6 separate regions of the Mus musculus genome follow, and regions 2, 3, 4, 5 and 6 are each linked to region 1. The links are chromatin contacts, called in public HiChIP or PLAC-seq, capture Hi-C and promoter capture Hi-C maps. All regions are on one chromosome and are shown on one strand. Each heading gives the region's core, a stretch centred on a gene start, on an enhancer-like site or on the middle of the called end of the contact. The rest is flanking DNA. Distances are from core to core; before and after follow the strand shown.

Region 1 (5,167 bases), core at 1,373-3,872:
TGGGCGGTAGTGGCGTATGCCTTTAATCCCAGCATTTGGGAGGCAGAGGCAGGTGGATTTCTGAGTTCGAGGCCAGCCTGGTCTACAAAGTGAGTTCCAGGACAGCCAGGGTTATACAGAGAAACACTGTCTCGAAAAACCAAAAAACAAACAAACAAAAGAATCAAGAGAAGGATTCCCAAAACTTCCAGGCTAACCCAGGTAAAGGTGAGAACCTACCTAAACAGAGCAAAAATATCACAAAATGGTGGTTCTTGCCTGTAATCCAAGAAAATCAGGAGTTCCAGAATGCCCTGGGCTACATGAAATCTTGTCAAACAAAAACATATAGAATAGTCTAAGTCTGGGCTGGATAGACAGCTCAGTGATTAAGAACATTGTGTGGCTAGGTGTTGGTGGCACAAGCCTTTATTTCAGCACTCAGGAGGCAGAGGCAGGTGGATCTCTTGTGTTTGAGGCCTGCTGGGCCTACAGAGTGAGCTCTAAGACAGCCTTACGTGGCCTTGCAGAAGACGCAGATTCTGTTCACAGCATCCACCTGGTGGCTCCCAATCATGCTTACTGCCACTTCCAGAGGATCTAATGCCCTCTTCTGACCCTCACGGGCTCACAAATGACACATGTGCACACACACACACACACACACACACACACACATACACATGCACGCAGACAAAATACTCATACATACAAAATAAAATAAATCTTCAGAGTACATACTGCTCTTGTGAAGGACCCAAGCCCAGTTTTCAGGACCCATGTCAGGCAGTTCCTATAACTACAGCTCCAGACAGTCACACCCACAGTCACAGAGTGATACCCACACACAGATACATACAAAATAAAAAAGAAACTCATGTCAAAACTATGTATTAGGGCTGGCAAGATGGCTCAGCAAGTAAGAGCACTGACTGCTCTCCCGGAGGTCCTGAGTTCAAATCCCAGCAACCACATGGTGGCTCACAACTACCCATAATGAGATCTGATGCCCTCTTCTGGTGCATCTGAAGACAGCAACAGTGTACTTATGTATTATAATAATAAATAATTATTTAAAAAAAGAAAAAAAACTATGTATTAGCCAGGCATGCCTTTAATATCAAGGAGGCAGATCTCTGCATTGCAGGCCGACAATGTCTGGGGCTTGTAGGGAGGGCTACATATTATATGATGACAATTATAGGACATGCCTGAAAGGGAAAACAACAGGAATGAAGAAAAGAAAAAGGAAAGAACAACAGGAGAGGGACAGAGAAGAACAGGCAGCGTAGAGGATTTTTTAGGACACTTAAAAGTTCATGTGACAGTGTGTAAACTATGGACTTTGGGTGACAACCTGGCCTCACCGCGTATAACATAAACGAGTCTGGTAAGAAGCGTGGACAAGGCACAAGTCTGAATATGAGAACTGAGTATACGGGAAAATCTCCCCATTTCTCTTTCAATTCTACAGCGACCTTAAAACTGTTCTCAAAAATCAAAGTCTTAGCCGGGCGTGGTGGTGCACGCCTTTAATCCCAGCACTCCTGGGAGGGGAGAGGGCAGATTTCTGAGTTCGAGGCCAGCCTGGTCTACAGAGTGAGTTCCAGGACAGCCAGGGCTATATACAGAGAAACCCTGTCTCGAAAAAACACAAAACAAACAAACAAACAAAAAGTTAAAGTCTTTAACTTATAAGCACACATAAATGGTTTAAGTAGTCAAAACCTCCAACTGCTGAGAAGTTCCTGGTTAGCTCTCTCGAAACTTAGTCCTCTCTAGAGACGCATCAATCATAAAAATGTACGGGTTACCTTAGCATGAATACCTACTGGGGGTGAGGGGGCAACAGCAAAATGGCTGGACAGGGGCTGAGCAACTGAGGGTCAGGGAGTTCAAATACAGGGCGCTAATGAGTTTCCTAAACATTTGTTCATCAGAGTCTACAAATCCGTCACGACCCTTTGGATGGATGCACTCACAGATTGACAACGCGACACTCCCTTAACTCAAAAGGTGAGAAACACCAGTTATCACCGAGGGGCGGGGATTGCAGGAGGAAACATTATAACGACATTACAGCTAAATGGAGAGTTCAACAAATGTTTCTTCCTCTGTCCCTTCTCTTTAACGTGACGCTGATGTCTATTTCCCGACGTGTCCATAGGCCAAGCCCCCCTTACTGCGCACACTCGCCTCTCACCAAGGGTGTAGCCGCCTCCCAGCGACCCCCTCGGCCGGCCGGAAACAGCAGCGAGCCTCTTCAGGGCCAGACCCCGGGGGACGCGCCCACTGACACCGCGGGCCACGCCACCACGGACACGCGTGACAACGCCCACGCGGCGCTCCGGCACGCCGCGCCTGTGAGTCCATTTCCACTCCGCATCGGGTCATCCTCCGGTCTCGGGACCGCACCCACCAGACCCAGCCAGGGCGGCCCGGCCCGGCCCGCTAGGCCCGGCCCCAGACCGGAAGCCTCCGCCGCCCCTCTCCTCACCGTGTCGACCCCTGAGCCGTCTTCTCGGGTGCCCTCGTTCTCCTCACCGACCGCGGCCTCCAGCACAGCGCCAGGGCCACCCAGCGGCTCCAGGGGTCCAGGCTGCAAGAGCTTCTCGGGGTCCGGAGGTGCCTGCTCCATAGCTGTAGTTTGGCACCGCGAGTCCAGTGCGCCTGCGCGGGGCCTTGACTCCAGCCGCCCCGCCCTCTGCTTGTGGTAGCTCCGCCCTGCGCTCTCGGTAGTCCCGCCCCTGCCCACAGAAACTCCTCCTAGGCAGCGGAGACCCCAGAACGCTGGACCACCAGCCAAGACCTGCGACCGAGGGAGGTAGGGGAAAGCTAGGGCGACTACAGAGGGTTGGCTACAAAACTGGTAATCTGGGAGAGCCGGTAAAGACATAAAGAAACTAAAGTGAAGTGAACTCAAGAAGTGCAGAAGCCACTCAGATTGGCGATCCCCTCAAGTAATTGTGTCATTAAAAAGAAAGGGAGATTGTCTTGTGACCATCGCCCTTACCTTGCATTCACAATTCCGTTTCCCCTCGCAAAGACCAGAGCAGCATCAATTATTAACTTTTAGAGAGTTGAGTAACGCATTCAGCAAAAGATAACGCCTAAAGATTTGAGAGGTAAGATGGCTGAAGCAGGCTGGAGAGCGCCATTGTTAAGTAAGTGTTTAAACTTTAGACGCTAAAGCAATTTAATTTTCTACAAGTCTCTTGTAATTTCCTGAACCTACCCCTTGGCAAGATTCCCTGTGGTGACCTGAAGAGAAATGTTCACTGACTGTAGCCTAAATATGGGACCTTTGGGTTGGTATTTTTGTACAAAACCTGGTCTCGGACCAAAACTGATTCTTGCCAAACATCCTTTTCCGGGTTGTGAAGCACAATTTCTTCCTCCTGGAGTTTTCTCCCTGGCTTGGTGGCAAAGTTCCATTCATGCTCAAAGCACTTTCTCTTGTTATTTTACAATAATTTGTTCTAAATCCAGCTTCCTCCAGCTAGACTCTAGACTTCTTTAATGCAGGGACCCCTTCTCCTATCCTTTCCCTGTTCCTTCCTTACAGAGCCTGGACTATTTATGTATTTAGGTATTTTATTGTTCGCCAGGGATTAGTTAGGTCCGGCAAACCCCCAGAAAACATGTTTTTAAATCAGAAGACTTTTTTTTTTTTTTTCCGAGACAGGGTTTCTCTGTGTAGCCCTGGCTGTCCTGGAGCTCACTCTGTAGATCACCAGGCTGGCCTCGAACTCAGAAATCTGCCTGCCTCTGCCTCCCGAGTGCTGGGACTAAAGGCGTGCACCACCACCACCCGGCAGAAGACTATTTTATTAATCACACAAGGATAGATTTGTTCTCATTATCTTGTGATCTTTTCCCAGTTTCTGAGATCTCAGAAAACTAGATCCTAAAGCCGGCAGGATGTTCGTTGTGAGCTGACCAGTGGGTGACAACGAGGAAATGACACCTGGCTTTGTAAGGCCTGAAGGAGACCATATTATTGTCTACTGTTTTGTTTTGTTTAAAAATAAAAGCTAGAAGCCGGGAAGTGGTGGCGCACTTCTTTAATCCCAGCACTTGGGAGGCAGAGGCAGGCAAATTTCTGAGTTTGAGGCTAGCCTGGTCTACAGAGTGAGTTCCAGGACAGCCAGGGCTATCTAAAGAAACCCTGTCTTGAAAAACCAAAAAAAAAAAAATTAATTAAAAAGTAAATAAATAAATAAATAAATAAAAGCAAGCTAGTCTGGTGGTGGTGGCAGTGCATGATTTTAATTCCAGAACTTGGGAAGCAGAGACAGGAGGATCTCTGAGTAGAGGCTATCTATATAGTGAGATCCAGGACAGCCTGGGCTACATAGAGACACCCTGTCACTAAATAAATAAACACTTAAATATAATAATAATAATAAACTAAAATGAATCAGACCTCTATCCTCCACTACTGAGTGCTGGAAAAACAGGTTGAGTGCCACTACCACACTGGGTAGAACCTCTCTGCCTAGAAGTCTATTCCGGAAAAGCCCTGCCTTATTCGGAGAAAGGCTTCCTGTAGGGAAGGAACACTTCGTCTGGAGGAGGTGATTCTGGCTGTAAGCAATGGCTTCACAAATCCCAGAGTGGGTTTGGATTTTCCCCCACTGGAAACCAGGATCCAGAAGAGGCTCATAGACTCGGCCTCTGCCCTGACTCCCTGTGCAGCGCAGGGTTCAGGGAGGGAAAGGAGGCAAGGATGGTGCTGCATGCTTTTATAACCCACCCCATGTACGCATGTGCACAAATAGGGAATGGATGGGAAAAACGCTAGGGGAGCTTTGGGCTCGCCATACTGGTGCTGTTTCAGAGAGGGGCCACATGAGTGACCCCACTTGGGAGCTTTCACTTGTTACTTCTATGGGAGGGTCCCCTGCAGGCTTTACAGCAGGCAGGAAAAGACCATCAGGGTGAGATAAGAATGAAACTTAGAACAATGTTAAACCTGAGAATCTCAGAAAAAGACCAGTACCATGATTTCTGAGCCACATTTGAAGCAAGCTTTAATTAAATACTGGCAAGGATGACAGATACTGGCGAGGTCCTTTCAGGGATTCTGCAGAGGCTTGTAAAGGGAAACACATAAGGCGCCCATATTTCCCGTCACAGCCAATCAGAGGCAAGTGTTCCTCCCTACATCTTTCATGCCTGAGTACCT
Region 2 (5,167 bases), core at 1,488-3,987, 970 kb after region 1:
CTCTTTATTTCCATGATCTGGAACCTGTCAATTGTGTTCCTGTGTTTTGCTATGGCAAAATGCATCACATAAATAACTTGAGAGAGAAAAGATTTAGTTTGGCTCGTTCAGAGGTTTGCATTTATGGTTTTATGCCTGTGCAAGGCAGAAACATGATTGTGAAAAAGCTTGGTAGAGGAGAGGTGCCCACTTCAACTGCAGTCAAAAAGCAAACCTGTCACAGGCATTTCCAGTATACTTCCTCCAGACAGGCCTCACCTAACAGCCCAGCTGGGATAAACTTATCAGTGGACTGATCCAATGATGTCGTTAATGCTCTCCATATGGAATCACCTGAGTAATGACAGCTAGAACAAAGCCTTCATCCCACATTACAACTTTAACAATTCCATTTAATGAAAGAGCAATATATTCTGTTGCAGATATGTACATTTAGTTTATCCATCCATTGATGTCACTTGGACACTTCTACCTTTTTGTCCTACTATTTTTATACATTTTACAAGTTTGTACTAATATGTTCTCATATTTCAAAGGCGATTAAGAGGAAGGGCCTTCCTTTTCATATTTGAGCCACCTGAAAACAGAACTATATATTCAAAAAAAATCTTTCAATTGGGTTACAAAAAATTAAATTTTCGCCTTTAACTCAAGCACTTGGGAGGCAGAGGCAGAAGGATTTCTGAGTTCGAGGCCAGCCTGGTCTCTACAGAGTGAGCTACACAGAGAAACCCTGTCTCAAAAAAAAAAAAGAATGCTTACTGTTCTTCCAGAGTACCTGGGTTTGGTTGGTTCCAAGTACTCACATGACAACCTATAACTTTGTCACTCAGTTCTAGTTCTCCTGCCTCTTCTGCACCACATGCACATGAGGCACTTACATTCACACACTCTAAATACATATTTTAAAAAATAAGAAATCTCAAGTTTTCCCTTCCGAAGTATCTGCAATTATTTAATTCTGCTACCTCCACAGATAAAGAATTGTTCTTAAGAACAGTAATAGTGATATTCTAAGACAGGGGCTATTTAGCCATGATTCATTGACAGGACAAATCTGCCCCCCCACTTTTTGTTTTTCATAAAGTTTTATGGAAACACAGGCACTATCTTCATTTACAAAGGGTAATGTAAATTAATGTATTGACTACGGTGGCTTTTGTTCTACAGTGGCAGAGCTCACCAAGTGTCTTCAGTAGACTATATAGTCCACAAAAATACTTACCATTCTGCCCTTATAAAGGGCAACCCTCACTAATACTACTACATTATAAAGGACAGGTGTGTAATAGCACACCTGCAACTCCAGTATTTGTGAGGCTAAGGCTATCCCATGCTACACAGTAATAAAACTGTGTCTCAAAACATGTCTAAAAAAATGTTAAAAAAAAAAAAAAAACCCTAATTCACAGCAGATGAACACAACTTGACCATTACTACACGTGATGTAACTCTGTCCTTGACTTTAACTGATGTGTGGGCAGGGCTTATAAAACCACAAATCCTCACGATTCAGACTATTTAGCCTTCTTTTTCTTTTTCTTTAAATTAGAAAATGATGGTTCGAGCCCTGCGATGGTGGCTCATACCTTTAATCCCAGAACTCAGGAAGCAGAGGTAGGTGGATCTCTGGGTTCGAGGCCAGCCTGATCTACATTGTGAGTTCCAGGACAGCCAGGGCAACACAGAGGAACCCTTTCTCGAAAAGCAAAAACAAAAATGGTTCCCTTTCAAAGGGATTTTGGGCCGTTTTACCCAATAAACATGCTTAATTTTACTTACTGATTTCCTTTGATTCTTGTCCAGAGATTCTAAGCTTGCATTCCTTTGCATAGTGTTTTTGAATAATCTCCCACAGGTCTGTATTGACCAGAGAATTTCTTCGGGTATGGTACCGAGTCCACGAAGAGACCCGGCGACGACAGAAGGGACAGCATAGATTGGCCTTTTCAACAGTGGACTGGAAGCATGGGTTACAGAGCGTGTGGTTGCAAGGTAGGGTTACAGGCTCTAGGAGGATTTCCATACAGATCCCGCACTGACATTCGGCTAAGGAAGGGATGGAGGTTTTAGGTGCAGCCATCTTCATATGCTAATGAGACCTACCCAACGTTAAAATCAGAAAGGGACTAAAGTCGTCTTTCGCCTAATCACGCCCAGAACGGAGAAAAGCAGCGAGCCGTTTGGTGTTTACTCTCACACACAGCAGCGGACTGAGATCCAGAAGGCCTGAGTTCCCACGGGCCCGAGACAAGCAGGAGCTGTGATGTCAGGTCAACAGTTATGCCCTGAGTCCAGCAAGGGAATGAAAGAACGTTCCTCCGGGAGTCGGCGGCCTCGGGGCGGAGAGTGGTTCTGTCTCCCCGCGCCACACAAGCGCTCATCCAGCTCCCCTTCTTACGCGGTGAGGACCCGCCTCTACGCGCGAGGCGGCCGGGCTTGCCAGAGCCGGAAGCCCGGGCACCGCCGCTCCCAGAGCACCCGGTACCGCCCGGAATCCGGGCTCGGGCCGCCGCGGGACTTCCGTCTCGCCGTTGCGGTGGAGGCAGCCCTCCAGTGCCCACGCTCCAGCTTCTGGAACACCTCGCGGTACCCCCCGGGTCCCGAGACCCAGCCGCTCGCACCCGCTGTCCTGCCAATCGGTCTACTGGCCGCGGCCGGAGCAGGTACCCGGGCTCCACGGACGTCACAATTCCCCGCCAAAACGGCACGTCTTCCCCCAAGGAACCGCTCAGTCGGGCGGGACTTCCGGGAGCTGCGTCTGCGTTCCCGCCTAGCCTGCTAGTAGCAACTCCTCCCGCTTTTGGTCGCTCGGCTACTGTAGGCTGCAGAATCTTGCTTACTCAAGTAACTCTCTAAACCAAGATCCGAACAGGAATTTTTGTAATTATTCTTTCAGTATTCTTTAGGCTACCCTTCTCCTAACAAAGCTTTCTAAAGTTCTTAGTGCTAAAAGAAGAAATTACAACAAATTTACCTTAAAGATTTTTCTTAGCATTTATTTGCAACACTAGCATTTTATAGAATGAGCAGCAGATATTGGCCTTATAGACAAGTGACGCTCAAGGAGAGCAGCAACAAAGAGTTACACCTGTGGTTTCAAAGAATCCTTGTAAAGGTTAAATAAGGTGGGGGTGATATCCTTATGGTACTGGCTAAAACAGCAATGTAGAGATTTGGCTGTTATTGCTTTCCCTCTTGTTTTGGGGGTGCTTGGCTTGGGCCCTCTACCCCAGACTTTAGCATGAGTAAATGCCTATTGGGTTTGGTATGTGGAGTCTGAAGAACTCAACAAGAGACCCATTTCTATAATCAATCCCAGCATTTGGGAAGTAGTCACAAAAGGATTATTATAAACTAGCCTTGGCTACATAACTGGTTCCAGGTCAACCTGGGCTATATGAGACCCTTCCTCAATTGGTCAGCTGGTTCCCAAAACATTGCAGGCAGAGGCAGGAGGGTCTCTGTGAGGTAGAGATCAGCCTGGTCTATACAGTGAGTTTAGTAAGAGACTCTGTTTCAAAAAGGAAGGAAGGAAGGAAGGAAGGACCTCTGAACTAGGCATGGACACGTGTGTCTTGTAATTGAGGCATTTAGGTAGCAAAGGCAGAGGCAGAAACAGGAGGACCTGGAGTTGGAGTCTGTGATGGTTTGCATATCCTTGGCCCAGGGAATGGGACTATTAGAAGGTGTGGCCCAGTTGGAGTAGGTGAGTCACTATGGGTGTGGGCTTTAAGACCCTCATCCTAGCTGCCTGGAAGCAGTATTCTGCTAGCAGCCTTCAGATGAAAATGTAGAACTCTCAGCTCCTCCTGCACCATGCCTGCCTGGATGTTGCCATGCTCTGGCACCTTGATAATGGATTGAACCTCTCAATTTGTAAGCCAGCCCTGATTAAATATTGTCATAAGAGTTGCCTTGTGGCCAGGCGTGGTGGCACACGCCTTTAATCCCAGCACTCGGGAGGCAGAGGCAGGTGGATTTCTGAGTTCAATCCCAGCCTGGTCTACAAAGTGAGATCCAGGACAGCCAGGGCTATACAGAGAAACCCTGTCTCAGAAAAACCAAACCAAAAAAAGAGAGAGAAAAAAAAGAAAGAGTTGCCTTGGTTATGGTTTCTGTTCCTCAGATCTGTGACAACTTGGCATTTATACTTCTTTCTGTGTCACAGTCCACTGAGGTCTTCAGCTTCCTTTCTAACGACTTAAGGCCCACAAGCTTGGCAGAAAGTAGCAAGACTGTCCTGGAGCTGTGGCTGAGACACTGACATAGGTGCTGGGAGTGGAACTCTGGTCCTCTGGAAGAACTATACATGCTCTCAGCCACTGAGTCATCTCTCCACCCCTATTATTTCATGCTTTCAATTGATTAATTGCCCTTCAAAAGGCATTCAAAATTCAAAATGTTCAAATTGAGCAAGCAGTCTGACTCTTCCTAGGGAAATATAAAGAAATGTCTGTTTCGCCTAGACAGGGCAAAGACAGACCAAAGAAGAGATTCCAACCAAGTCCAGCGTGGTGAACCAATGAGTTCATTGGTCTTACAGGAGCATGGGTGTGGGTTACTTACAGAGGCATGGATGACTTGAAGGCAAACCATCTAAAATCCCCACCTCCGTGTGGGGATGACCCCCAAAGCTGCACCACTGCATTCTGAACCCCAATCAACTGCCCACCTCCTGTACAGTCTAGCGTCCCACCTCCTGTACAGTCTAGCGTCCCACCTCCTGTACAGTCTAGCGTCCCACCTCCTGTACAGTCTAGCATCCCACCTCCTGTACAGTCTAGCGTCCCACCTCCTGTACAGTCTAGCGTCCCACCTCCTGTACAGTCTAGCGTCCCACCTCCTGTATAGTCTAGCGTCCCTGAAGATTAGGTGTGGCTGGAGCAAGAGTATGTACAGCCTAGGTCTGGGGTTGGAGACTCAGGGGAAAGTAGCATTTCCCTTTTCCATCAACGAGGAAATGGCAGTAGGACTGATCTCATGACCCTGTGCTGTGGCCAATCACAGCTTCTCTGATTCGAGACAATGATGTCATGTCCTGTCTAGAGAAGTTCTACTAGCCAGTGAAAACAATTTCTTTCCCTTTGACTCTTAGATTCTTAGTCCTCTACCCCCACCCCCCCCAAAAAAACCCCACATCACTTAAGTATCACTGCAGAAGTGG
Region 3 (5,167 bases), core at 999-3,498, 830 kb before region 1:
TTCTTCCACATTCTTCCTGCCCCTCTGGTGACCATGGTGAGGAACCCAGGTTGGAGGGAAGGACCCCTTCTGCTGCTGCTTTAAGGCAGCAGCTACTTTGTATCCGTGGCTCTATGGCTGTTAGCAGGAGTGTAGCACGTATGAGTTTCCTCTCTCAGAGCAGCTGGTGGATCACCAGATAACAGGACATCCCTAGCTTCTCCACTTCCAGCACTAGACTCTGTGCATTTTTAGGGATAGGGGTGTTATCTTTCTCCATCCACATGGGAGCCAAGCTTCACTGTTAAAAATGGTGCTAAACAGTCCGCACTGGCCAGTTTGCACAGCCCCGTCTCACACCAGTGCTATGAATCCTCTCTCTCTTGCTGGCAGAAGCCTGGAAGCTGAAGTGACCTGGTGTGGTCAGTCAGGACAATGGCAAGGACAATGGTAGACTTGCTAGTCTCAGCCCCCAGACCCTTAACAGCTTGTGATTTACCAAGCTACCTGGGGTGAGACACAAAGGCTTAGTACCTCTCTGACGTTTCCTCTGGCTTCCTTTCTCTTTCTGGTTTGTCCCTCTTTCCCCCTCCCCCCTCCCTGTCCCTTTTCTCCCCCCCCCACCTCTCTCTATCCCCCCCTCCCCCCCCCCCCGACTTTTCATCCTTTATCTCCTCCCTCTCCCTTCCCCCAGCTCCTGAAAGAAAAAGCATTCTGTCTGAGAAGGCCACCTCTCCTAGGGGAATTCTTGTTTTGGGAAGTCCAAGAGGCCTCCTTGGCAATCACTCTGGCTGGGCTGGGGGCTGGGAGAGAGAGGGAAAAGAGGAACCTGGAGAGCTCTGTGCTCTGGGAGCTTCCTGAGGTATCTTCTTACTCAGGAAGAACCGTGTCGCCTCCGTTTCTCTCCTTACTGTGGTCACCACAAAACCAAATGTTAGACAAAGAGGACTTGGCTGGAACTCAGTTCACCTCTTTCTATGCAAATTGGATCGTAATTTACATAATGTTTCAGAACTTGCTTTTATTTCACCTTGTGAACCTCTTCCAAGTAGACATTAGGAATTTGTGTTGTTGTTGTTGTTCTGGAACTCACCAGGCTTGGAACACAAGAGATCTGCCTGCTTCTGCCTCCTGAGTCGTGCTGCCCACCACACCTGGCAGAATTTTGTTTTTTTCCAGTGATGGTGCCGGCACGCAGAAACTTTTGCATGCTGGGCAAAGATACTATCAGTAATCTCAGTCCTCAGCCCTCCAGGATATTTGGACGGCTAAGTATGTAAACAGATTTGAGCTCGAAAACTGTTGGTGTGAGTTTTGTGTAGCCAGTAAAGCTTGTGGGAAGCTACGAGGGAGGGCTGAGGGTTAGGACGCAGGTGTTTCTGAGGTCACATGTGGACGGACACACTAATGCTTGAATGCTTGGCCTGGAGTTTGTCTCCCTTCCATACCTTCCGTTTCTGCAGAGGTAGATTTTTTTCACCACGTAGACCTGTTCTCTCACCTGTCCCCTCGGGACATCTGTGAACTCTAGAGGCTGGAGCTGCAGAGCCGACCCTCCCTCCACTCCTTGGTCATGTGACTCATCTCAAAAAGCAGGTCCAAGAGTTTTTTGTTTCTGTTCTTCGAGACATTCCATAAAATATAGGTCATTAAATCCATGTAAATGAGAAGGGAGGATCTATTTCTTTTTTCTGACTAGGGAAAAAAAATAGGTAAATGTAAAAAAATTAAATATAGGCAGATGAAGATAAAATTCCATGCCTTAAACATAACAACTTCTAGAGCAGTGGTTCTCAACCTTCCTGATGCTGTGATCCATTAATACAGTTCCTCATGTTGTGATGACCCCTGACCATTGAATTATTTTCACAGCTACTTCATAACTGTAATTTTGCTACTGAGCAGTGTCTCAGTTCCTAAGACCATTGGAGATAGATGCTTTCCAATGGTCTAACCCACAGGTTGGAAACGTGTGTGTGTGCATGTGCGTGTGTGTGTGTGTGTGTGTGTGTGTATACATTTACAGGGGTTACAAAATATTCTAGACTTTGAGAACAGATTACTAACCATAGGTAGCTTGAGATTGGAGCATTGTGGTTCCTCCCTAGAAAGAACCAGACACACCCCTTTGGGGCTTCCTATTTCATTTGAATACTGTTCAGTCTCAAACCTGGGACCTACAGCAAACTGAGGTGCCCATTTAACATATCAAGGAGTCCTGGCCACCAGACTCTCCTATCATCCCTCAATCTCTGCCTGTTACAAGGTATGGCTGGCATTTTCCCCACCCGCCTCCCTGAACTCCCCAGCCCAGAGGCTGGGCTACCCTCCCCATTCACTCTGGGCTCTCCCAGATGTTTCTGCCTCTGGCTATGCTCTCCCTCTTCTCTGTAGTAAATCTTCTCCACCACACCTAGGTCTTGTCCACCATTCTTTTCTCTTTTCCCTTCATCTGGTGCAAAACCCCAGGTCTGCTTTGCTATGTTAAATAGGCACCTCTGTTAGCCATTTGCCCTGGGTTTGAGACCTTAACAATATCACTAGATGCTTTTTAATCATGCATCAATGTGAATTGTTCCTATTTAATCAACTTCCTTATTTGAAGTGATATTTCATTTTTGCTCTAAACAGTATTATAAGGACACCTACCCATACCTGCATCCCAAGGGCAGATTCCTAGAGTGGAGGGTCTTCCCTGGGAGGATCTCTGAACTTGGAAGCTCATCTGCTACCAGTAGCTTCATCCCCTTTGAGAGGAGCAGGGTGCTGGGTTTTGTTTAGGATTATGAAAAGCACCCTCTGGAACTTGGAATTTCATGATTCCCAACTGTTTACCTCTGTTTACATTTTCTGAATTAACTTAATTCTTTTATATGAAAAAAAAAAAAGCCCTGGCTCAGAGTATAACAAACTAATACCTTTGATTCTTGGGCTATGTACTAATATACAGAGTCTATAAATAGAACTGTATTTTGTGGTTCCGTATTGCAAGGTAATAGATTGCTGTAATGAGAGGCTGGGTTAAGAGCCACAGTGAATGTGAATGCCGGATAGACTGCTTTTCTCTGAGACCTTGTACAACTTATATAAATAAATTCTTTTTCTTGTTTGTTTGAGGGTTTTATTTTCCTGGAAAATAGAAATGACCCTGGAATCTATTCATGGAGAATTTTGCAAAGCATAAATGAGTTGACATATGTAAACCACTCAGGCTGCTTTGTTGTAAGTGCTAGGGAAGTGTTTGGTTGTTGTGGATCATCCCGAAGTCCCGAGGGTCATGTTGAAATGACTTCAGCAGTCCCTTAATCATGTGGGAAGTTAAGGCACACACTTTCCGAGTCACTCCAAAATTTTAGGACTACCAGAATTCACCAGGTGTCAAAGACACAGTATCAAAAAAAATTTTTTTAATTAAGACAAAAAGTAGAGTACTTCAGTTGTTTTAATTGGTTCCATGTTAGAGTGGAGATAATATTCTGCAAGTCCTTGTTGTGTTGAGTAAATTTGGGACTAGTGCTCATAGAAAATTCTAGATGACGCTAGGTAGATTCAGGTTTCCAGATATTTTACAGTCCAGCTTGGGAACTGATCCGTAAGTGTGAAACAGTTATAGCAAACGAACAAGAAAAGGAAGAATTTGTCATCAAGATCAAGAATGCTGGCATTGTGAGTTCCTATCTGATTGCTAATTAATGTAATTAAGCAGATGCTAATGGGGTCATCTGGGAGGCTTCCCAAAGCACAGAACACAGGTTAGGGCTTTTAAAGGACTGCAATTCCAAGTGAATAAAGGAGCAGAAACATGCAGTGGACCACAAAGAAAGTAGGGCTGCCCAATCTATTTATTCCCTGGGGCTCAGTGGGCATGAAGTGAAGCTAGTTCAAACTGAGATGCCCCTCTGCTGCACACACCAGCTTAATTTAAAAAAAAAAAAAAAAGTAGAGTGCCACAATTGTTTGAATTGGGTTCCGTGTTAGAGTGGAGATGATATTCTGCAAGTCCTTGTTGTGCTGAGTACTATACATTGTACTTTGGCCTCTTTTTATTTTTTTAGTGGAAATTAGGGAGATGACATCATACTATCTATAGCAGATGACTTGGCCTTTGAAAGGGGGAGGGTAGTGAAAGCAGAATGCACCTGCCTCTTTGTTTGGAAAAGTTAGAGCGAGTTGGACTGGATCCGGCCAGCGGAGAGCACAGCTCTTTGGAAAAAAAAATCTAGGACAACGGGGGACCCGGCAAACTGGAATTTCCTCCTAGATTCCTGAAACTAAATTTTGACCAAAAATCCTTTCCCGTGGTAGCCACTTACTTACATCTGGTGCTCACAGATGTCTACTGGGATTCTGGGGACCCTCTACCACTCAGGGGACCCAAGTCCATCTCAAACCACAACTTGGTAATCAACAACCAAGAGCCAAGAGCTAGGTCCAGCTGGTCTTATTCTATCAGAGTCTGTCTGAGTATCCAAGCAAATCCAGAAGACTTTGTAAGACGTCCAAGGGGTTTCCTATGACCCCTCCAGGCCAGATGGAAGTTCAGTTCAGTTCAAATCTGAAGCCAGGTGTAGACACCTAGTGTGGTCCAGTCAAACTGAGAACTATGAATTCCACACGGGCTTAGCAAGGCCTGGGCTCCCAGACTGTGTCTGACTCCTAGTCATGGGTAATTCCTCCAAAGACCCCTTCTCCGTTTAAAATGTAGATGGAGCCATGGATTAGGTTCCTGTGTGTGTGTGTGTGTGTGTGTGTGTGTGTGTGTGTGTGTGTGTGTGTGTTGTCTTTTATACACATCTTCTGAAGTGCTCTCAAGTCAAAATAAAAATCAATGGGACACTGAGACTGTCCCTTGGCAGGGTGTGGAGATGGATTTTATTTGGGCAACTGGGGCCCTGTCTGAAAGAGTAACATAAATATCAAAAGTTTTGTTGCTCCCTTTCATTGGGCCCCTAACACACTGTGTGAACTCTGGGTCCTATTAAAGGAGTCTTTCCAAAAGGCCTTGCTAAGTATTATGGGAAACCACAAAGAGAATACAGCCAAAGTGCACAGGGCCAGATATGGCTGTGTGGAGTTCCAGTTTGGGTACCTTGCTTGAAGCTGCTTTATTTCAGTAGCTCGGATAGACTGGGCACAGTGTCACACCACAGTCCTAACGCTGGGACTGAAGCCAGGAGGTCAAGGCCAG
Region 4 (5,167 bases), core at 883-3,382, 700 kb before region 1:
AAGAGAGTAATGGCTCTGCAGGAAACAGTAGCTGAGATGAACTCAGGCTCTGGGCCTGGGTAGGATGTAAGGGCTCGATGAAGGAAGGTGTTGGTCAGTGTCTTAGAGTCTATATTCCTGTACAAACATCGTGACCAAGAAGCAATTTGGGGAGAAAAGGGTTTATTCAGTTTATACTCCCACATTACTATTCATCACCAAAGGAAGTCAGAATAGGAACTCGCACAGGGCAGGAACTTGGAGGCAGGAGCTGATGCAGAGGTCATGGAGGGATGCTGCTTACTGCACTACTTCCCCTGGCTTGCTCAGCTTGCTTTCTTATAAAACCCAGGACTACCAACCCAGGGATGGTCCCACCCACAATGGGCCCTCTGCCCTTGATCACTAATTAAGAAAATGCCTTACAGCTGGATCTCACGGAGGCATTTCCTCAAGGGAGGCTTCTTTGTGATAGCTCCAGCTCATGTCAAGTTGACACACAAAACCAGCCAGTACACACAGCATAAGAAACACTTCGTGTGGAAGCCACGCCCCTCCACTCACTGGCATCTGCACCATCTATTCCTGCCTAGCTTTACTAATGCAGAACATAGGTGGGAAACACGTGTGGTCTGGACAGTGTCTATCTAGAACTCTAAGCAAAACCAGGGAGGCCCAATGGTACCTGCTCAGCACCGTAATTACCCACGCACATCAGGGAGCCCAGCTCCAGAGTATTGGTCTGGTTCAAGTCCTGTCCCTGATAAAGTGTATGGACATGCCAGTCTCTACTGGGGCTACTCAAGACCGCTCAGAAAAGGAGGCGCATGCCCGAATGTACAAAGCCAACACAAAGTTGCTTGGTTTCCATCCTTACTTTTTCATTCCCAGTCTTTCCTTTTCATTACAAAAGCACTAAACAAACACAGACCGGAGGGCAAAACCTAACATTTGCAAGGCATGTACTTTCAACAGGCAACTCCCCAATTCTACCAACACCCACAGATGCCAGGCAGACAGCCCTCAGGGAACCAGTAATCAGATCTACACCATAAATGCGTGACCTTTTTATTTCATAGAAAAAAAAACGATCAACTGGAAAAAGCCAGGCTGCGCGCTAGCTTTGTACACACAGACTCTTCCGGATACCTTCTTGTCTGGCCCAGCAGGGAAGAGGGCAGCCAGGCCTTCAGAGGTTCATGGAGACAGCAAGCTGGAGGCGGCAGAGGGGAAGCTGAGAACACCAGAGTCTCCTTGCTTTCCCTGGCTTGGAGGGAAGTGGCCCCAAGTGCCTGTGGCCCGCTGTGTGGCTACCAGGTCCCTTAGGGCTCAATGGAGGGCATCTCCATTATCCGTGCGTGCCTAGCTAGCGTGAGCAAATGGTCCAGGAAGTCCAAGGCACGCCAGAGTCTTCATCCTTAGTCCCCCTCCAGCCATCCAGGAGCCTCAGTCCACTGAGCCATTGTAGGATTTGTTGAACTTGTTGAAGGCGAAATCGACAGTGTGTGTGGAGATGGGCTTTCTGTACAGGGGGTTTGAGGCCTGCGAGCACAAGAGAGGAGAGCACACGTGTTAGTTCAGCCTCAGGCCCGTCCAGCACCTGCAGGGATGCCTGCTTCTGACTTGTTCTGTGCTCTGGGGGAATCCCTTTCCTTCTCTGAGCTCTTACTTTTCATCTGTGGAATACAGGGCTTAGGCAGAAAGCCCCAGAAGTCCCCTGGAACCTGAACAGACAGACTCTTAACTCTGGGGAGTCAGGGGTACTTCCCCTGAGCTCTGTTCTGAGCCTGCGTGTGCCCGGGGCAGAGGGCTTGCTCATGTGACCATCCAACCAGGCCTGAGAGCTCGAGCTTTTTTCTTGGGTTCCGTCTCTGTGTCTGTCCAACTCCCCACTGAGCCTGCCTCTGGCGCTTCACCCTCAGCAGTCCCAACATGCACCAGGATCTGCACGCCCCTCGAGTCTTCCAGGTGTGTAATTCTCCTATTCAGTACTGAAGGTGTTGACTCTTCATTGTTGGTAGGTCGGTTTGTTTGCTCTGTGATACTGAGGATTGAGCCCAGAGCCCTGCGCATGCTAGGCAAGCACACTACCACTGAACTACACTCAAAATTTGGTCATTTATTTCCAGACAAGGGCTTGGTAAGTAACCCAGGCTAAGCTTTGAACTTCAAACTCCTGTCTCAGCCTCCAAAGCAGCTGGGATTATAGGTGAATACTACCACACCTAGCTCTTTTTTTTGTTTGTTTGATTGATTGTTTTTAGCCTTTGACCCTGGCTCTAAGCCAGCAACCTCTTTTTTAACCACCCCCTCTTACCATTTCATAACGGGCCCTGGAGCGCTCACTTTGGAACTTGGCAAACTCTCGGCGGTCGTGGATGGTGACGAGCAGCTTCCAGATGGCCAGGAGTGCCATCCCAATCAGGAGGATGCTGCCAACCACAGCCAGCAGGATGGTCATGGCATTGGGGGCACTTCCACATTCTGGAAGGGACCAGGAGACGGGTGGGCAGAGCCGTTAGCATCCTGGTTATGTCCGAGGTGAAAAGTTGCTCCCTCCCTTCTGTCCATTCCCCCTTCATGTTGCCTCAGTGAGACTGAAAGCTGAGCTAGGTCTCCCCAAGGAACAGACAGAGTCAGAGAATTCAGTCACTGTTTCAAGGTCACACAGCCAAGCCGTGACAGAAATGAGGCCCCTGATCAATGGCTATACCTCTATTGGGCTGTGTCCCAGAGGCTCAAGCCTAGCCCACCTCCAGGGCAGGAGGCTTCAGGAACAAACCAGGCAGGCAGGAGGTAGCATGCACCATTTCCGAAAGGCCTGGTCTGAGGTCAAGCATTTCTGAGCCCTTAGCAAAGAGCGCTAAGGAGTAAATGTGCTTATTTCTAAGCAAAGATAGGGCTTGAAAGCAAGGCCTCAAAGCCACAGGCAAGCGCCCTGGGTTGATGCTACACTTCCTGTCTCTGGCCTAGGAAGGCATTACAGTGTTTGGGGCATTGGGCTCAACTTGCAAATTGGGCTCTGCGACCTGGACTCTACAAACCTTTTTCTACTCCCTCCTCCAATCCAAAAACTGAAATGGCTGGAGTCCCAGTCACTTTGAGGCCCAGGCGTTAGTCCTGGTGCCCAGAACAAACACAAGATAGAATTGTTGGTACTGAGCAGGCGGCAGGGAGGAAAGCTAGGCCCAGAGCTCCATCTGCCCTTGGAATCTCCACTGGGGAAAATAGCAGCAGTCAGACGGACTGGATAATCCTCAACTTAACGGACCCCCTAGCTGCCCTGGTGGAGCAGCTGCCTTGCACCTTGCAAAACCCTTTAACTCAGTACTCGAGGTTTCCTCCACAGTAAGCCCCCACAGCATCGTTCCCAAAGCCCCACTGCCCCAGCCTCAGCGCTCTGCTAGTGTGCTCCACACACGTACTTTGAGATGGAGTCTCAAGTAGCCCAGACTGGCCTTTAAATGGCTTGAATCTCTCATCTCCCCGTCTTTACCTTCCAGAGTGCTGGGTTCACAGGCTTGCACCACCACAAAGGGACTGGCACAAGAAACAGGGCCGAGGATGGTCCCTCAGACTCTCACGTACCTGGCTCCCGGAGGACCGTCAAGTTGGACCTCCCATTGGGCAGTTCTGTGTAGCTGAACATCATAACGCAGTCCTTAGCAGTTTTGTAGAAGCAAAGCACAGCCTCCTGGTCATCTTTGACTAGGAGAGAAGCAAGCAGAGACACCCTAAGCATCTCTCTGGGTAGCACTAGAACCACTCATGGATGGGGTTGGAAGCCAAGCCCCGCAGGAAAAGATGGGAGACTCCAAGAGGCCACAGGGCTTTAAAACGAGCTCAGATTTCTAACACCAAGATCACAGACCCAGGGCTGAGCTTATTGATTTGGGGACATGTGGATCCCATCAGGATTGTCAACCCTCTGAAGTGTTGGCTAGTGGTGACATGAAATAAAAGAAGTCTCCAATGGTTAGGAGTGGACACGGTTGAACAGAACTGGATGCTGCAGGCCTGAGTGAGTGACTGCTTTTGGAACCTGGCCCAGTCTGCCGGACTGAGTTGACTAAAGAGGACCAGAGGTCGCTCTTCCTTGAGAGCTAGAACTCAAGGTGCGAGGCTTTGAGGATGAAAGGCTGCTGTGTGGTGGCGCTCCACACTGTCAGAGATCAGGCCATTAAAGGGCCAGCTCTGTGTATAACAGGTCTCACTCCTGACAAACCCCTTCCTTGGCTGTCATAATCCTCCTCTCTCCCCACACTGCCCTCGACCCTGTCCTGTCCAGGTACCAGGACCCCAGAAAAGGGACTGATCTTTAGGAGGCAAAGAGGTTGGAGAAAGGGAAGTTAGGCCGTAGGGGTACAAGCATCCCAAACCACAGCCACAGGTCAATGCTGCGACACTAAATGTGTTTCCTTTCCTATCTTTTCAACAGGCGCTTCAGCTAGGAAGTAGATGGACACCTGGCGTGGTTCCCAAACATGATGGCCCAACTGTTTTCTCAGTCCCCCTCAGACTTAGTGAGAGCGTATTTTTAAAAGCACAAGGAAGAACTGGATGCCACGGCACCCAATTATAATCCCAGTACTTGGGAGTCTGAGACAGGAGGACAGAAACTTTGAAGTGGGATATATAGTGAGAAAAATATAAAAATAGGAACAAAATAATAAGGCTGGGCATGGTGGTGCACAGCTTTAATCCTGGCACCCATGAGGCAGAGACGGGTGGGTCTCTGTGAGCTGGAGGCCAGCTCAGTCTACATAGTGACTTCCAGGTCAGCCAGGACTCCCATAGTGAGACCTTGCCTTGAAAATAAGTAAAGAAGCAAGCAAACAAACAAGTAAATAAATAAGGAAAGAAGGAAAGCCTGTCTAGGGGCAGACGGTAACTTAGACGCATACTTCTCTGCAGATACCTCGTGGTGGGTCTGGTAGGAAGAAGCTGTCCCACATAGGACAGGCTTGTTTGTGGGAGGTGGGAAGGGAACCCTTCTTTCCTCACTACATGTGCTTCATGAAAAAAGAGCTCAGCCAAGGCCCTGGAGAGCAAGCCATGGAAAGAGCAAAAGGCTGGGATGTGAGGGGCTGCAAAGAATTCCCAACTCCCCAGAGTCTGGCAGGAGGCTGGCCACATGGTAAACGCTCACTGAATGTTCGTGAGATAAACAGACTCAGCAGACATCAAT
Region 5 (5,167 bases), core at 1,384-3,883, 580 kb before region 1:
GTGGTAAAAGACAAGCCTGTGACCACAGCACAGTGGACAGAACTAACTCTGAAGACCCTGAAAGCAAACCACTCAGGCTCCAAAATAGGGTACAAAAGATGAAACAGCCCTGGGCCTAGGCTGGCCACTCCCACCCTGAGACAAGAGAAAACACTAAATGGCCCTCCTCGGGAATGAACAGTCTGTTCGGAGGCACCGGAACTTTCAAAAAGGAGAAATCACATGCAGATAAAAAAAAAAAAAAAAAACTAATGAGGGCCGGTCGTGGTGGCGCACGCCTTTAATCCCAGCACTCGGGAGGCAGAGGCAGGCAGATTTCTGAGTTCGAGACCAGCCTGGTCTACAAAGTGAGGTCCAGGACAGCCAGGGCTATATAGAGAAACCCTGTCTTGAAAAACAAAAACAAAAACCCTAATGATTCTAATAATATGAAGGACACCTGAGGGATGGGGCACTCCTTTAATGCCAAAGTGTGGGAGGGACAGGTAAAGGGATCTCTGGAAATTCAAGGCCAACTGGCCTACATAGTGAGTTACAGGCCAGATGGGGATATATTATTATTATTATTATTATTATTATTATTATTATTATTATTATTATACCCAGCCATAGAACCATTGACAGTAGCTGGGAGGGAAGTTTTCTCTAAGAGTGTAGCCCTTCCTAAGTAGAGAAGGCTCAAATCAAGGACCGCACCATTGTGCTTTTTTTTTTTAATATGGACAGAGTTGGGGTCATAGGGAAGGGAGATGGATCTGGGAAGAGTCAGGGGAGGGGACATAAGTAAGATAAAAACAGGTTTTTGGGAAACTCAACTAATAAGGATTAAAATTTTTGCAATGGGAAATGTTGGAGTTTTCATTCGAATCAGAGGGCTAATCGGAAAGAAACTAGAGCCATCCCAAAGTTGAATTTCGAAGACTGCTAACAGAAAAAAGAAAGAAAGAAAGAAAGAAAGAAAGAAAGAAAGAAAGAAAGAAACTAAGGTAAGGTTGCTGAGTGTTTATTCTGACAAAAATGTTAAAAACACCATCACACACACACAAGATAAAGTTTTAGTTTGGTTATAAAGAATATAACTTCAAACTAAAACTCTGTCCTAAAGAAGTGAGGTCAGTCGACAAGGATATATTCCAGAGGATGGTGATTCAAGCTACATCTCTTTGCGTTTCCCTGGGGACTCTTTGGAACACGAAAGATGTGGACACTGGTTGCCAGATTTGAGGGAGGGGTGGGTGGGACCCACTGATCTACTTATTTTCCCAGAAAAGCAGCCTTGCTACGCTATTAAGTTTGTACTGGGGCCTCAGCGACATTTTTTGGTTTCCTCAACTCCCTCCTTGCTCTCAGATGGAAACCTCAACCTCCTTCATGTAAATGAGACGGGTAGGGGTAACAGAGTTCTCCCCTCAAGCAGCCAGGCAACCACTGGGCTCAGAGAGGCAAACAAGTACCTCGGGCTTGAAAGTGAATAGCGCACTCTTAATCAATACACAATTACTTCCGACAGGAAGAGGAAAGTTCGGAAACTCCTCTTTGAGTGGGTAGGTTTGGAAGAGGTAGGAGCGTCAACTATCATTCTTCCTATAGGGATTTTTTTTTTTAAGACAGGGTCTCATTGTGTAGCATGCTAGGGTTAAAGGCGTGTGCCACCACTGTCCGGTCCCTAAACTTAATTGCCACTCCCAAGTCTGAAAACTGAACGCAGGTAGCTGGGGGCTCCCGCATCAGCGCCAGGGTGCATCCGGCTAAGGTAGCGCCAGCAGCCCCTCCGCAGTCCGGACACAGTGTTTGTGAATCACAGTACCGAACAGTATCAGATGGCGGTGTACCAGGTGGGGCAGCGACTTCGGACTTACAGAGAGTAATGACAACTTTCAATTTAGAGCAAACTTCGAAAGTTGCATTATCCACAGACCTCCGGGATGACTCGGTCGCCACACTTTGGCCCCCACATCACTCCCCGCGGGCCACAAGGGCCGCTTTGTGCAGGCGAGCGAAGAGCTAGGGCCCCAGCACCGGGCCCGGAGGCTTCCCCTCCCAAGTCCCCAGCGCCCTCGGGCTCCGCCACCAGACGCACACTGTTTACACAGGAAGGGAAGGCTCCTCCTCAGCCCGGGAGGGAACCCGCCAGCGCACGCAGATCTGATGCCCGCGCCTCGCCGACCCTTCTGGGAGCGCCCTGGGGTGCACTGCACCCTCGGCTCCCGCAAGCGGCCGCGGGCGAGCAAAAGTTGAGGAGCGCGCGGCGGGGCGGCGCGGCTTACCTGCGAGGCGCGGAACGAGCGCGCAGAGCCCGAGCAGACAGGCGTAGAGGGTCGCGGGCACCCGCGGCATGATGCGCGCCGCTCGGCTGGGGCGCTCGGCGGGGGCGGAGCGGGGCCGAGGCCGGGGACCGCAGCCGCATGCCGGGCGCTGCGCTCCGGCTCACGGCGCCCGCGGCCGGGCTGGTCCGCGCCCGGCCGCCACCATCCTCCTCGCTGGCCCGCTGGGACGCTCGGAGTTGTCGCTGCTCCGGACGCACCCTCGCCGAGTCCCCCGCGCGTCTACTCTCGGAGACCCTTCCCTTTTTCCTCGGCCGCCAGCCCCCACTCTTCTCTGCTTTCTCCTCCCCCCTCTCCTGCGGGCCGCCACTCGGTCAGTTTACGGCTAGGCGGGACGGGGCGGGGCGAGCTCGGGCCGGACCAGCTCCGCCCTGCACCGGGACCCGCCAGCACGCCTAGATCCTGGGTTGCCCAGGTGGCTGTCACAGCTGACCCACTTGTGGGGATCGGGTGTTCGAAACTTCTAGTTAGGGTCTCCCTCCCCGGTCTTGGAGTTGGGAGGGGGCGGGGCGCGCTCCATTAGGCCTGCAGAGATTACTTGGGCCAAAGCAATCTCAGTTTTGACTTCAGGATCGTGGGGCAGTTACGGCTTGGATCTGTCAGGCCATTTCGTCATGCCACAAGCGCATGCCAGGCCAGGCCTCGCCCGAGAATATTCAATCCAGACGCCACGCTTGGGATGGGCAGGGGAGGACACGTGGAACGTGGAAGTTCAGGTGAAGCGGAGGGCACCCTGGTGAGCAGGCACTGTGATAAGTGCTAACATCCCTCCCGTTGTTTAGGTGAGCAAACTGAGCCACCAAGGGTTAATATACTGGAGGAAGCGACTGCTAGCTTTTTCCCTGAAATCCAGATTTAAGTAAGGCAGCCTAACCTTTGCCTATTAAGAACCAGCTGGAGCTGGGCATGGTGGCACACGACTTTACACGGCACTTGGGAGGCAGGGGCAGTCAGATTTCTGAGTTTGAGGCCAGCCTGGTCTACAGAGTGAGTTCCAGGACAGCCAGGGCTACACAGAGAAACCCTGCCTCGAAAAAACCAAAAGAAAAAATAAATAAATAAAAGAAGAAGAAAAAGAAGGAGGAGGAGGAAGAGGAAGAGGAAGAAGAAGAAGAAGAAGCAGCAGAAGCAGCAGCAGCAGCAGCTAGAAGGTCAGGACTTGGCGGTGTAGGTGCAAAAACCTACCTAAGGCGTTTGAATCTTAAAAACTTTGTTGTGTCCACCTTTCAAACTCTTAACTGGGTGGCACTGACAGGAGCCAGTTTGTAGTGTGTGCATAGGGAAAAGTGAACCAATCCAGAGCAAACTTCAAAGTTCATCCTTGGACCATATGCAAATTCGTACTCTGTCCTACATTGCTTTGTTATGACTTAAAAGTCATATTTGGCCGGGTGTGGTGGTGCACGCCTTTAATCCCAGCACTCAGGAGGCAGAGGCAGGCAGATTTCTGAGTTCGAGGCCGGCCTGGTCTACAGAGTGAGTTCCAGGACAGCTAGGGCTACACAGAGAAACCCTGTCTCGAAAAAAAATCATGTTTGCTGCTAACCATTATCCAGTAGAATTCATGCTGCATGCCAAGCGTGGTGGCGCACTCGGGAGGTAAAGGCAGGCAGATTTCTGAGTTCGAGGCCAGCCTGGTCTACAAAGTGAGTTCTAGGACAGTCAGGGCTATCTATACAGAGAAACCCTGCCTCAAAAAACCAAAAGAAAAAAAAAAAAAAAAAAGAATTCATGCTGCAGAAACAGCCCAGGTAGATCTTGGAATTACCTGGCCCTTAGGGCAATAGCCTTGGGGCTATGCTTATCCCAGCTTAGAGGTGGCTACTACATTATGGGAGCTGATCAAAGAGTTTGAACTGGAGTGTTGCTTGGTCTGGCAGGAAAGTGTAGGATGAGCTAGAAGGTGAAATACTGCTTTAAGTACAATGGTGGCTTTCCTATGCCATGCATTCTTTGAGTTCAGGGCCCATAGTATCCCATCTTCTCTGCACTCAAAATGAGCACTTTGTAGCGGCTGAAATATCCTACTTTGTCCCACATCTGGCACGGACCACCATTTATCTAAATTGCACCTGGAAAGTGCTGTGATCCAACTTGCCCTAATTCTTACCAGACCCCTTCTGTCTTATCTGGTGGTTCTCTGGGTCCCCAGCCTGCCCAGACCTGCTGTAAGCAGTCCTGAGCAATCTAAGCTGCATTAAAGCTGGTTTGTTGATGCCTTTTCTAATTCAGAATTTCTGCTTTGTGGTTTGTGTCCCCCTCCCAAGAGTCCTTCATCTAAGTGCTCACAGATAAAAAGTGTCAGTTACACGTGATGATCTATTTGATCTTAAAATGAAACGGACCTGGGTACGAGGGCACACCTTTAATCCCAGCGCTAGGGAGCAGATCTATAAATTTGAGGCTAGGGGGTATACATAATGAATTCCAAGACAACCAGAGCTATGCAGAGAGAACCTGTCTCAAAATCAGGAGAAAACAAAACAAAGGAATGGAATTCTGACACTTACTACAAAATTAAAAACACCCTGTGTGACATGAAATAGACCCAAGGGAACAAATATTATATAATTCTCTCCCTCTGTCTCTCTCTCTCTCTCTCTCTCCCTCTCTCTCTCCCTCCCCCTCTCTCTCTGTGTGTCTGTGTGTGTGTGTGGGATGTGTGTGGGTGCTCTTATCCAGCCCAAGCTGGCCTTGAACTCTCTGTAGCTGAAGACGATGCCATTGAATTCTTGATTCTCTTGCCTGTACCTCCTGAGTGTTAAGATTCCAGATTCCAGGGGTGTGCTGTCATGCCCAGACATTCTACTGTGTAACATGTCTAGAACCAAAAGTGTGATAGA
Region 6 (5,167 bases), core at 1,070-3,569, 540 kb before region 1:
CAACTTTGTCAGAGGTCTGTGGAGAGGCATGCATGAGCCTATGGAAGTCAGAAGAGGCTATTGGATCCTATACAACTGGAGTTCCAGTTGAGAGGTGAGCCCCGGTCCTCTACAAGAACTATAAACACTCTTAGCTACTGAGGCATCTCTCCAGCCCCAGCTTCCATCTTTCTGTTTCCTCAGATCTGAGAGCTGCTTTCTAACCCACACCACAGTAATAACCCTACAGCTATAGATCAACTATAGGGTGCCAACTATTGACTTAAATGAGAAAAAAAAGTTCTTTTTATGGGTTCTTTTCTGGAGAACACTCTAGGACCACCATCTGCCCAGAGCACATGGTACCCAATGCTAGCTGAGAGCCATACTAAAATGCTTCTGACAGACAGAAGTCCTCAATAGTAAGAGATGCTGGCTCTCACTAGATGCCATGGGAAAGAGGAGCCCTAGTGCTCAGGGGAAGCAAAACGCTGGCAAATGGATCCTGAGGGGGCTTAAGATGTCATCTGAGCATGTCCTCATTGTTCAGGAAGTCCTTATGACATTTCTGGGTGAGACAGGTGGAAGGTGTATAAGATCCACCTCCTGTCCTCAACTGCTGAGACCGACATGGAACATACGCAAGCAAGAGCAAACACAAATGTTTAAATATTGGATCCGATGGCAGATACAGTGCTGTGAGCCTAAGCTTCCTGCTGTGGGCTGTCTCCTCTGTTATTACGGAAGGAGAAACCACAGCTAGTAACCGACTACACTGTATTTGGATCCCTGCCTACCAAGCTCTGAAGTGTGGAGCCTGCTCCTGTACCCTGCTGGGGGAATTCTCTGGCCCAAGTCTCCTTTCTACACCTCTAAGGTACCTTGAGATCCATGACTACGAATTCTCTAACCTCTAGCCATTTCCCCAAGCCTTCCCAGCAAAGGATTCCCTTCTCAGTACCCTTATGTCTTACAGAAGGCATTTCTTCTTCATGGTGACTCCAGAAAATCACGTAGATCTTATCAGTTCTAATTGGGACCTGAAGACTTGGCCACAGCACCCAGGCTTGGCAGAGGAGATCTGGTGAGGCCTACCCTCCTCTTAGGACAGCTCTTCTCCCCCAATCTTAAAAGCAGATCAAAAAAAAAATATTGGTCCAGGGAATAAAGAAAGAAGTTTGCTTATGGATAGTATTAAATATCCATTAATGATATTTTTAGGGTATGAAAGGATATGAATATAAAAGTTGAACACATTTTTAATGTTATTTGATTCTCAAAATACTCAATATTATTAATGTGTTTGATGTATAAAATGCATTTAAATAATAAAAAAATTAAGAAGAAAAAAAAGAAAGAAAGAAAAGAAGCCTGCTGCCAAGGCTGGCCGGCTGTGTTCAATCTCACTCAGGGGGTGGGAGGAGAGAAACCACTTTCTGGGAGTTGTCCGATGTCCTCCACATGTATGGTAATTAAATGTAGTAAGAGGTTTCAAAAGCTCCTATCTTGCCATGTATGTTGGCTCATACCTATAACCCAGCACTCCAAGGCAGTTGGATCAGAAGTTCATCTACTGTATGGAGAGTTCAGTTTAACCTTGGTAGCACGAGATTCCATCCCCCAAACAAAGCAAGTCAAGTGGTCCTTTACATTGAACTCAATTTCTCTTCCCCCTTCCACTGCCTCCAATGCCTTATTCCTTTCTTGCATTTGACGTCTAGATCTGGATTTCTCTCAGAATGGGGTGGGGTGGGGGACAAATTCCTTACCTACTCAAACCCAGATAAACTCTCCCTAGTCCAGAAGAAGAACACCTGTAGGGGCTCTAACCCCCACTGGGATTGCTCTTTTTGGCCAGAGATCCCCAGTTTCAAGTGTTGGTGAAAACAGACATATCCCCGACCCCTCCAGGTCTGACTCTCTGATGATCACAGGAACAGATCTAGATCCAGCTTGCTAACCTCATCCTTGCACGACTGAGTCATCTTTATCCAACTTCAGACAAACCTCTGCCCTGCTGTGTCCCAATGTCAGCCATAGACTTCTTTTGCCTCTGCTGTCTTGGGGGTCACAGATGAAAATGTCAGCATCTCCGAGCTGAGCTAGTCAAGAAATGGCCCCAAGTCAAGACTAGCAGCCACTTTAAAAAGTTGTAGGATCAAGCCTGCTGTTTCTGTTTCAGAGACTACGATACCAATTCAACTTATCAAGTTACAGAAGCAACCACAAAATAACAAAAAAGGAGTTTCTTACCCACGGTCACCAAAAGGAGACTGAGAGAGAGAAGCAGGAAGCCTTTCATGGTAGCTGCTCTTGCTTGATAATCCAAGGAGGAAATGTGTCCTCTCCTTCGCTGCCTGGAGTTTTAACTGTCTTTCAAGTCCGAAGTCCACTCATTAACTGATAGAGGCAAAGGCAATTCGTGGTCAGGATCTGGTCTCTGGTCGTACAGCATGGGCTGCTTCCAACCTCAGAGTCAGGTCACTTGAGCCCAGCTTCAGGTTGATATCCTTGACTCAAAGTCCAGGACAACTGTAGAAGTCTGAGTTCTCTTTAGAAATCCTTGCAAGGTCAAAGGTGAGTGTATTCAGCTAATCTCTCTATATCTTGGGAATGGTAGACCTATCGCCTCCCCAGAGCCTACTACTGTCTCTCTAAACACTCAGTAATCTAGCCGAGAACGATGATTGCCTTACCTCTGACCCCTTCTTATTTTGTGTGTGCACACCACAGTGCTCATGTAGCTGCCAGAGGATGGTGGGAAGGGTTGATTCTTGACCCTTCACCATGTGGGATCATGGGATGGAATTCAGGTCATCAGGCTTAGTGGCAGATGCCTTTAACTCTGAGTCATCTTCTGGGCCCTCCCCTCCCCAACTCCCCACCATTTGACTGCAAAGAATTCTATTTTCTCTACCTGCTGTTCCAAGAATACCTGAAAAGTCCTTTCATGTTTTCTCCAACTATTTATGACTTGACTTGTGTCATCTTTTGCTGTGGACTCCCACACTGGGCTTTTCCTAATGGTCACTTCTAGAAACTTCTAGAGCTAACGTTTCCAAGCTTCCCTCCATCTCACATATCACTTTAACTGGACATAGACCCCAGTTGTCATGCTCCTATTAGAAGCAGGCTTGAAGGTTATTGACGGTAGGCTCCCTTTCCCATAACCACCTTGGCCCACCGTCTGTCGTGGGTCCAATTTTAACAGAGGCCAATTTGAAATTCCACAAGCAAAGAGAAAACTTGGGAAGCAGAAGAGACAGACAGATCTCTGTGAGTTCAAGGCCAGCCTACTCTACAGAGAGAGTTCCAGGCCGGCCAGGGTTGCCTAGTTAAGACTGTCTTTAAAAAACAAAACAAAACAATAAAATCAAACAAACAGCAACAGAACAATCACCATGTGAATGGCATCATAGTCACTTTTTAAAAGCATTCCTTCCTCTCTATTAAAAAAAAGGGAAGGGAAGAAGGGAGGTGGGGGTGACAGCTTTGTTGAGGCCCACAAAGAGAAGGAAGGCTGCTTCCTCCTGGCAAAGCAGGCCCATTGTTACTGGTCGATCATTCTGCGCTCAGCTCTGCCTTCTGTCCACGGCCCTGGGTAGAGACAGGGCTTTCTAGAGAAGAAACAAGGCATACCAGCGCCCCTTCTCCTAAGACTTTCTCCAGAGGGGCTTGTCAGTCACCGAAGCAGGACACTGATCTCAGAAGAGCTGTCTGTCTGAAAACTTAGGGGAATAGAGTGAAGTCCTCCTCAATGGGAGTTGGCACAAAGGGTCCTTTAGTCATTATCCCCTGTCACCTGGGGGTTCAATGTGTGCTCACGCATCACTGCCTCAACCCTTTGTTCTCCCACCCTAGAGCTCCCACCATCTCAGGAGCCAGCTCTGTCACCTGATAAGGCTTGCTTAATCCAGTCCTTTCCTGAGATCCAGCCCCACCCAGAGGAAGATACACCAACCATCCCCACGTCCTTTAACCTGACCCTTAACTCTGTTCTCAATCTAAAAATCATATTAATGCTCAGAAGCTCCTATTGTCCCCAGGGTCTCCACTCAAGACTACGATAGGGGGCTGAAGACACGGCTTAGAGGTTAAAAGTACTTCCTGGTTTTGCAGATGACAGGTGTTCTGCTTTCAACGCGCCGGCCAGGTGGCTCCCAACTGATCCTGTAACTCAGGTTCCAGGGGAATCCACACCTCTGGCAGGCATGTACACACAGTCTTAAAGATAATAAAAATTAATATTAAAAAATAAGAGGACTATGATAAAGAGGCTGGGAGAGGGGTGTGAGTGTAGTCAGCACCCGGTCAAGACCCCGGCATCCATGTTAAAAGATGGACACAGTGGTGTGGGTTTAACCCCAGTGTGGGTGATCCTGGAGCTTACCAGGGCTACTAAGGACTGGCCGGCTTGGCCACAAAGGTGGGCCACCCCAGAACCCCTAACCCTCTCTGCCAGCACTGTCTAGGACTTCTGGAGCCACACTGGCTTGGGCACAGAGGCACACCATTAGGTAGTAGTTTCTCAATCTAGTTTTAGTTTACATCTCCTGATGACAAAGGATGTTGAAAATTATTTCATGTGCTTATTTTAGGCGTTTGTGTCTCCCTCTCTAAGTTATCTGTTCAAATCATTTGTGTATTTTATTTATTTGCGTGCACACACACACACACACACACACACACTTGAGATAGGATCTCATCTTACCCAGGCTGTCCTGGAATTAATTGTCTGTGTTGACTGAGGATGGCCTTGACCTTCTGACCTTCCAACCTCTATCTCCCAGGTGCCAGGAGCACAGACAGGTATCATTCTGCCACCGCGTCTGGTTCATCAGTGTCTAGCACTGAACCCAGGGTCTCATGTGTGCTAGCCAAGTGCTCCACCAACTCAGCTTCATCCCAGTCCAAGTTCTTTCTTCTTTTTAAAAAAGATTTATTTATTTATTTAATGTATGTGAGTACACTGTAGCTGTACTGATGGTTGTGAATCATCATGTGGTTGCTGGGAATTCAGGACCTCTGCTCTCTCCAGTCAGTCCCACTCGCTGCGGTCTAAAGATTTATTTATTATTATATCTAAGTACACTGTAGCTGTCTTCAGATGCACCAGAAGAAGGCTTTGGATCTCATTATGGATGGTTGTGAGCCACCAAGTGGTTGCTGGGATTTGAACTCTGAACCT

Evidence for each region. Promoter capture Hi-C pulls out the DNA fragments that hold promoters and counts their contacts. HiChIP or PLAC-seq counts read pairs in DNA pulled down with a chosen protein or histone mark. Capture Hi-C pulls out chosen DNA fragments and counts their contacts.
Region 2: a promoter capture Hi-C map of liver shows a contact between it and region 1, with 3 times the contacts expected there. The contact joins the promoter of Rnf168 here to the promoter of Snx4 in region 1. A contact is called at or near these places in 3 of 39 promoter capture datasets (liver and neutrophils) and 1 of 115 datasets of contacts at active chromatin or transcription factors (bone marrow-derived macrophages).
Region 3: a contact with region 1 is called in an H3K27ac HiChIP or PLAC-seq map of embryonic stem cells, with 4 times the contacts expected there. The contact joins the enhancer-like site here to the promoter of Snx4 in region 1. A contact is called at or near these places in 2 of 39 promoter capture datasets (hippocampal neurons and pre-B cells), 1 of 115 datasets of contacts at active chromatin or transcription factors (embryonic stem cells) and 1 of 9 other capture datasets (adipose tissue).
Region 4: a promoter capture Hi-C map of liver shows a contact between it and region 1, with 4 times the contacts expected there. The contact joins the enhancer-like site here to the promoter of Snx4 in region 1. A contact is called at or near these places in 3 of 39 promoter capture datasets (the HPC-7 cell line, hippocampal neurons and liver), 3 of 115 datasets of contacts at active chromatin or transcription factors (the 230-238 cell line, bone marrow-derived macrophages and cardiomyocytes) and 2 of 9 other capture datasets (adipose tissue and liver).
Region 5: a capture Hi-C map of macrophages shows a contact between it and region 1, with 2.8 times the contacts expected there. The contact joins the promoter of Itgb5 here to the promoter of Snx4 in region 1. A contact is called at or near these places in 6 of 39 promoter capture datasets (the HPC-7 cell line, embryonic stem cells, hematopoietic stem and progenitor cells and 3 more), 2 of 115 datasets of contacts at active chromatin or transcription factors (cardiomyocytes and embryonic forebrain) and 2 of 9 other capture datasets (embryonic stem cells and macrophages).
Region 6: a contact with region 1 is called in a promoter capture Hi-C map of hematopoietic stem and progenitor cells, with 2.5 times the contacts expected there. The contact joins the promoter of Muc13 here to the promoter of Snx4 in region 1. A contact is called at or near these places in 10 of 39 promoter capture datasets (the HPC-7 cell line, cranial neural crest, embryonic stem cells and 5 more) and 7 of 115 datasets of contacts at active chromatin or transcription factors (T-cell acute lymphoblastic leukemia, acute myeloid leukemia, embryonic basal ganglia and 4 more).

Annotation. Positions count from the first base shown.
Region 1 is chr16:33,248,911-33,254,077 of GRCm38.p6, reverse strand. Snx4 (sorting nexin 4) reads right to left here and starts at 2,622. Exons shown (of 14, transcript NM_080557.2): 1 at 2,477-2,622. The coding sequence starts at 2,617.
Region 2 is chr16:32,275,031-32,280,197 of GRCm38.p6, reverse strand. Rnf168 (ring finger protein 168) reads right to left here and starts at 2,737. Exons shown (of 6, transcript NM_027355.2): 1 at 1,783-2,737. The coding sequence starts at 2,089.
Region 3 is chr16:34,083,257-34,088,423 of GRCm38.p6, reverse strand. All of the region lies in intron 34 of Kalrn (kalirin, RhoGEF kinase), which reads left to right. Among named protein-coding and RNA genes, the nearest start is that of Gm41448, 34 kb to the left of the region's middle. Within about 2 kb of position 2,248, at least 11 of the 459 cell types and tissues checked have an H3K27ac peak or open chromatin away from gene starts, as enhancers often do. A contact at or near this core is called in embryonic stem cells, where this site is marked.
Region 4 is chr16:33,945,011-33,950,177 of GRCm38.p6, reverse strand. It overlaps Itgb5 (integrin beta 5), which reads right to left. Exons shown (of 15, transcript NM_001145884.1): 13 at 3,568-3,687; 14 at 2,297-2,463; 15 at 840-1,521. The coding sequence ends at 1,426. Among named protein-coding and RNA genes, the nearest start is that of Umps, 19 kb to the left of the region's middle. Within about 2 kb of position 2,132, at least 12 of the 459 cell types and tissues checked have an H3K27ac peak or open chromatin away from gene starts, as enhancers often do. A contact at or near this core is called in the HPC-7 cell line and liver, where this site is marked.
Region 5 is chr16:33,827,131-33,832,297 of GRCm38.p6, reverse strand. It overlaps Itgb5 (integrin beta 5), which reads right to left and starts at 2,633. Exons shown (of 15, transcript NM_001145884.1): 1 at 2,268-2,633. The coding sequence starts at 2,337.
Region 6 is chr16:33,791,641-33,796,807 of GRCm38.p6, reverse strand. It overlaps Muc13 (mucin 13, epithelial transmembrane), which reads right to left and starts at 2,319. Exons shown (of 12, transcript NM_001382834.1): 1 at 2,233-2,319. The coding sequence starts at 2,281. Gm15658 (a long non-coding RNA gene) reads left to right here and starts at 669. Exons shown (of 3, transcript XR_003951910.1): 1 at 669-1,063; 2 at 2,162-2,556.